Linked DNA regions of Zea mays: region 1 is linked to region 2. Evidence: chromatin contacts called from public Hi-C data. All regions are on one chromosome and are shown on one strand. The core of a region is the stretch at or near the end of the contact, and the rest is flanking DNA. Distances in the headings are between cores, read along the strand shown.

Region 1 (2,700 bases), core at 114-2,613, 320 kb before region 2:
ACATGCATGCATAATTTAAATTTACTGTCTTGATGATCTTGCTGTCTTGATGATGAGCTGCAAATTAAAGGCACTGCATGCATGTTTGTTTTACTTGAGAAGCTTTTTGTCAGCTGTACGTGTCACTGCAAGAGAATCTAGCTAGCTAGGTATGTTACACTATATATACAGTATATATTTTAGTAAAACTGTCCAAGCTTACTTATGCATGCATGTATATTCATCAGGGCTTATTGTTTCAGGTCAGGCTCTAGAAAAAAATACCACTTCTTCATACGGAGAAACTAAATTAATATGACGAGTTAGGCTGTGCAGATGGAAAAAGTTGTTGTGAGCTCTCAAAAAGCTGTTGTGTACTGTGAACTGCTAAAAATTTAAAATTGTTTGGTGAAAATCACTAAAAGAAAATAATTTTTTTCTATATATATTTTTACAGTTCCATCTAAAAGCTGTTAAAAGCAGGTCTAGAGGTACTTTCAATTTTACACTACGAGAAAATCGGCTTTTAGAAAAAAAACTGCTTTTTTATTCAGATCTTTGGTTTGGTTTTTAGCTTTTAGAGGGTAAAATCCAAAGCCAAAAGCTAAACCAAACAGTATACACTCTTAATCAATTCTAGAATCCATGCTGATAAGAGAGAGATATGACAGAATTATTATGTAACGTACACGTACCAGCAACAACAAACAGATCTTGCTTGCTTAGCTTGTTTGTTTGTTTGTTTGATAAGGTAGTACCACGTATACCAGCAGCAGCAACAGTTGTCAGCTTTGCTTGAGATCAAAGTAAGATCGATGATAAGTCAAGTCGTGCTGGTTGAGGCAAAATTGGCTAGCAACGAGGGAAACTAGTTTTGGTGACTAATTTCGGGAGGAATCGCGGTAACGTGACTAAGTTCAATGAGTAACTAAGGTGCTGTTTGGTTCACTTACTGGTAACGTAATGGGTAATTGATAACATTAAATCATGTTTGTTTAAGTCAAATCGTAATTGATACCACACTACAAATAGATACCGCCTTATTTAAATTTGTTACCGCCGATATTTAAGTGTGAATTGTTACCATTATCATCTACGTTACATTTCGCGAATCAAACGGCACCTAAGGTGTTTTTATCGAAGACTGCTGAGCGGGATGTTTCAGATTAAGCATCATTGCATATATATATATATATATAGCGATTATGTGGGTTGAGGCATAAATAAATTTTATAAAAGGAAAAAAATGAAGAAAAGAGAGAAAGGGGGGAAAAAGAGATAAGGCTGTTGGCCGGCCATGCCTGGTCGGCACAGCAGTGGCCAGGCTGCAACGGCAGTGGCCAGGCAGCAGCGGCCAGCCCAGGCCCAACTAGCTGGCGCTGCCCAAGGCAGGCCATGGCTGGCTTCGGTGGCCCACAAGGCGGCCAAGGGTGGCAAGGCCCAGCCGACGCAGGCCCAAGGCGGGTAGTTGCGGCACGACCCAAGAGGCTGATCAGGCCAGCCAAGGAAAACTAATTTCGGTGTTTTCGAGACGAGATTCGGAGAGAGATTAACAATAGATTAGATCCAAAACAGGTAGGTTAATCTATAGCTTTTGGAGATTTTAGCGCTAGTTTGAAAACTCTATTTTCCTAAGAGGTTTCTATTTTTCTAACGCCCCGTTTGGAACACTGGAATTGAATTCCATTCTAATAATAGTAATTTAGACATATATTAATTAAGCTAATTCGTTTTTATATAAAATATATTTGTATACTATTATTAGCAAGATGTACTAGATATTTATATGCCACATTTTTACTATAGAGGAGTGGAACGAAAAGTGTCATGTAAGTTACTGTGTAGAAACAAATTCTACTCATGCATAAAATCATTTCCTATCCTCCACCCTATGAATTTGAGATAGGCTTATATCTGAACTTTAGAAAGTGGTGGAATGCCAAATTCCAAACTAAATAAGTTACTTTATTGAGTGAATTCCAATTCCTTTAAAATGAAGGGATCCAAACGCCCCCTAAGTGAAAATAAACTAATTTCCCTTGAAAAAACGAAAATCCCATAGAAAAATGTGATTTCCAAACTAGCCCTTAAGGGAGAATTATCTGGTACTTTTGGAGGTAACTTTTGTATATATAACTTTGTTGATTAAAGTGATGTTTATACAAGATTAGTGTGGTAATCTCGTTCTCTCTCTCTATTTATTAATTGCATGCTTAGTTTTGATTCTAGATTGATTTGTGAATCTCAATTGTTACTGTTGATTTGAATCACCTGGATCATTTCTAAGGCATCAAATTTGTGACCTGTAAAGTTTGGATAATTAATCTCTTATTATGGTTCTTGGCTGATTACGTTTTTAGGGCCTGATTAGTTTTAGTCTGTATTAGCAGTATTATTTCGATAATATCTCCAGGTCCGGAAAGTCGATTGATGTGATTTTAGTTGGGTTAGTTGTGTAATTTTGTCTAGTATGATTTGTTGGAATTTCAAGTAGTAGGATTGTGGATTTTGGTTAGTATCGTTTCTACTAATAATATAGTGTTCTGTCCGAATTTAGAGAAATGTATTGAATTGGTTTTATAATTAGGAGGAGGTGGTATATTTTTTTAAGCTTGTACAAACATTCACCCCCGTGTGATTATCTATCATTGTACTTTACAATCCTACAAGTGGTATTGGAGCAAGTTTTATTGTCTAATTTATCTTAACCGGTGATTAGAA
Region 2 (2,700 bases), core at 20-2,519:
TGCTTGATGGTATCCCAAACTTCTTCTTCCGAACATGAGTTGACAAGGTGATCCAGAAGATGGTGTTGGATCCCGAGGGCCTCAAGATCAATGGAAGGTGCTGCTCAATTATTTTACGGAGCTGATTGGTAGCAGCAATGCAACCAAACTAACATGCACGAAACAACAAAGCTAATGTGCATTGCTGTGTCCTTCTCAAATGTGCTGTTATTCATATGTAATCCTAGAAATCCTATTCTAATAGAAAAGGCAGCCAAACTTATAACTATTTTGTAAAAAAGTGCCAATGCTAAATACAACGGGATCTGCATAGCACACACCCAGCAAAATACTCCGATGCCTTCTCGGCCCCGTCCTTCAAGGCAATGCTAACTCCAAAAAGCACGGCAGCAAGAATCTGAACAAACCCAATGTATTAGCTCCATGTGTAGAAGTAACTCTAAGCTGAATCAACAAAATGGTAGATAGATAGAAAAAACTGACCACAAGTGTCACCCTTCTAATGGCAGAGCCTTTCCCACTCGTGCTGGACACCGCTACGGGTTCTGCACCCTTTTTGGGTTGAGCACGTGGAGTAGAATTTACCGTCTCCTTTTCTGCATACATATCCAACGCGAGGTATCAGAGAGGGACAAGAAATCTCACGAAACCATCAAAAATGAATTCAGCAGATAGCATGGGAGTCCCCTTCTGAGGAACTTGATTTCAAAATGCGTCACTGAGTTATTGCGCATTTCTGATGTTGCAGCCGAACTATGGCGCCCATGGCTTGATGTTGCAACCAAACAATTGTGCGCATGGCTTGATGTTGCAACCAAGCTATTGCGCCCAAGGCTGGCTGGCTCGCAGGAGCCGAAGGAAGGAATTGGGCGGTAAGAAGCTAGACGGCGGTGGGGTGGAGCCGAGCGTCGTACTCACCAGAGCTTAGCGAGACGCCTTCCTCCTGTTCCGCCCTCCTGGCGCGCCGCCTCCGCATCCTCCCGCGCCGTCCTCCTTCCGCTTCCCCAGGGCGGGACGACGCGGCGGACACCGTGAACGGGAGAGGCCGCCACGTGAGCGGCGGCGGCGGGAGCGCCGCTCGCGCACGACGCGTCCACCACGGGTCCGGAAGCCGCGGCAGGAACCGCGTAGCGGTCGAAGCGGCCACCGCGGAAGCCATCGCCGGGGACGATCTCGGTCGGGGCGCGACGGGTGGAGCTCGGGAGCGTACGGCCGCGGGCGGAGGCGGAGCGGAGCACACTTCAGCGTCAGCCACACCGGCTGCGGTACAGGCGTATAGCGGTAGGCAGCCCACCCCACCCAAACGGAGCGCACGTGCGCCACCCGCAGCGGGACCCGTAACCCGTTTAGGACCCCGAACCCGGGAAGGCTCTCCCCTTGCCAGGTGGGCCTGATGCTCATCAGGCCCATCTCCCAGTGGTTGTTTTTGGCTTGTTCTCCCACTAACGCTTGGCGACTCACGAGTCGAGGGTTTCTCTCCTGCGCGGCGGCTACCTCTCTCCACGGCGGCGGCGGGCGATCCTGCAGATCCCGCGGCTCCCTCCGCGATTCGAGGTCAGTTTCCTCCGATTGGTGTTGCGTGTGGTGCTAATTCTGGGAATCCCGTCTCAATTTCTCGTTTATTTCGCTGTGGTTTTGGGGTTAGTCAGACTCAGATGGGGGAAGGCACAGAGAGCGGCGGCGGGGCGACCACAGCGCCGCCTCTGAGGTATATAAGGTGCTACAAGTGCGGGTTCTGCGACGTGGTCCGGTCCAAGAAGTGCTTGCTCCGCGCCCACGTGCTTGAGCACCACAAGGTACCAGCTGTGCTGCTCGCTTGCTCGCCGCCGCTTGGTTCAGACTTCAGATTTGCGCGCGTTCTCCTTTGTATTGTTCTACAGGGGTAACACTTATGGGGTGTGTGTAGGATGAGGTGGATGCTTTGGGGGGTTACTGGGAAGGTGGAGATGCTGGTCCGCGCAAAGAGATCAGCCGTGCGTGCGAACAGTGCGGGATGAGCTTCAAGAAGCAGGCGCATCTGAAGCAACATATGCAGAGCCATTCGCTCGAGGTACTGATCTGGCTGCTTATGTTGGGTTTTTTGGTATATTGCTCAGTGAATGCTCAGGCTACTAGTGCTCGCCTGGTTTGTTACTATCCGCTTAATGTTTATTGTGTGAGAAAAGGCCGAAAGCGAGATACATGCTGGTTTGACTCTTTTGGTGTGGTTGCTACAACCCTGTTATAATAACAATTGGTTCGATGGATGACTCTGTATACCTCATGGTCTTTCTTTAGTCCATTGTATGTTATTATTAATTATGCTGACTTTTGCAGTCTGTTTGTTCAGATACAGATGTGTGAAGCATTGGATCTCAAAGAACTCCAAAATGCGAGAAGGCCTTGAACGGACTAGTACCAGGATGGGGAGACCCTCCTGAGAAGCTCCATCAAGAGTTCCTTCATTCACGCTATTCTTCAGGTTGTGTGTTCTGAGCTATTCTGAGCTGCTTGCTGCTTTTTTTGTTATTATGTTCCTGTCACATGACATATGCTAAAGGTCTAGTCTGAGATTGCGATGCCACTTTTTTCAACAAGTTGGGCGTCTGCTGTTCTAGTCATATTTGATAATTGATGAATTTACACTGCAATGCTGTTTGAGTATATCTAGCTGTCACCGTTTGATGGCCCTCATTATTGACAGGATAGATTTAGCAGGCA

What was found. Hi-C and Micro-C count contacts between places; a contact is called where the count stands out from the background.
Region 1: a Hi-C map of tassel shows a contact between it and region 2, with 2.4 times the contacts expected there. The contact joins the enhancer-like site here to the promoter of LOC100284595 in region 2. A contact is called at or near these places in 4 of 25 Hi-C or Micro-C datasets (endosperm, leaf and tassel).

What each region holds. Positions count from the first base shown.
Region 1 is chr6:37,409,099-37,411,798 of Zm-B73-REFERENCE-NAM-5.0, reverse strand. No RefSeq gene overlaps it. Among protein-coding and RNA genes, the nearest start is that of LOC100191898, 43 kb to the left of the region's middle. Within about 2 kb of position 1,363, at least 17 of the 20 cell types and tissues checked have an H3K27ac peak or open chromatin away from gene starts, as enhancers often do. A contact at or near this core is called in endosperm, leaf and tassel, where this site is marked.
Region 2 is chr6:37,090,347-37,093,046 of Zm-B73-REFERENCE-NAM-5.0, reverse strand. It overlaps LOC100284595 (protein alx), which reads right to left and starts at 1,269. Exons shown (of 13, transcript NM_001157490.2): 1 at 919-1,269; 2 at 484-596; 3 at 321-397. The coding sequence starts at 1,159. LOC100383605 (Transcription factor IIIA) reads left to right here and starts at 1,423. Exons shown (of 9, transcript NM_001362095.1): 1 at 1,423-1,554; 2 at 1,646-1,796; 3 at 1,907-2,050; 4 at 2,330-2,461.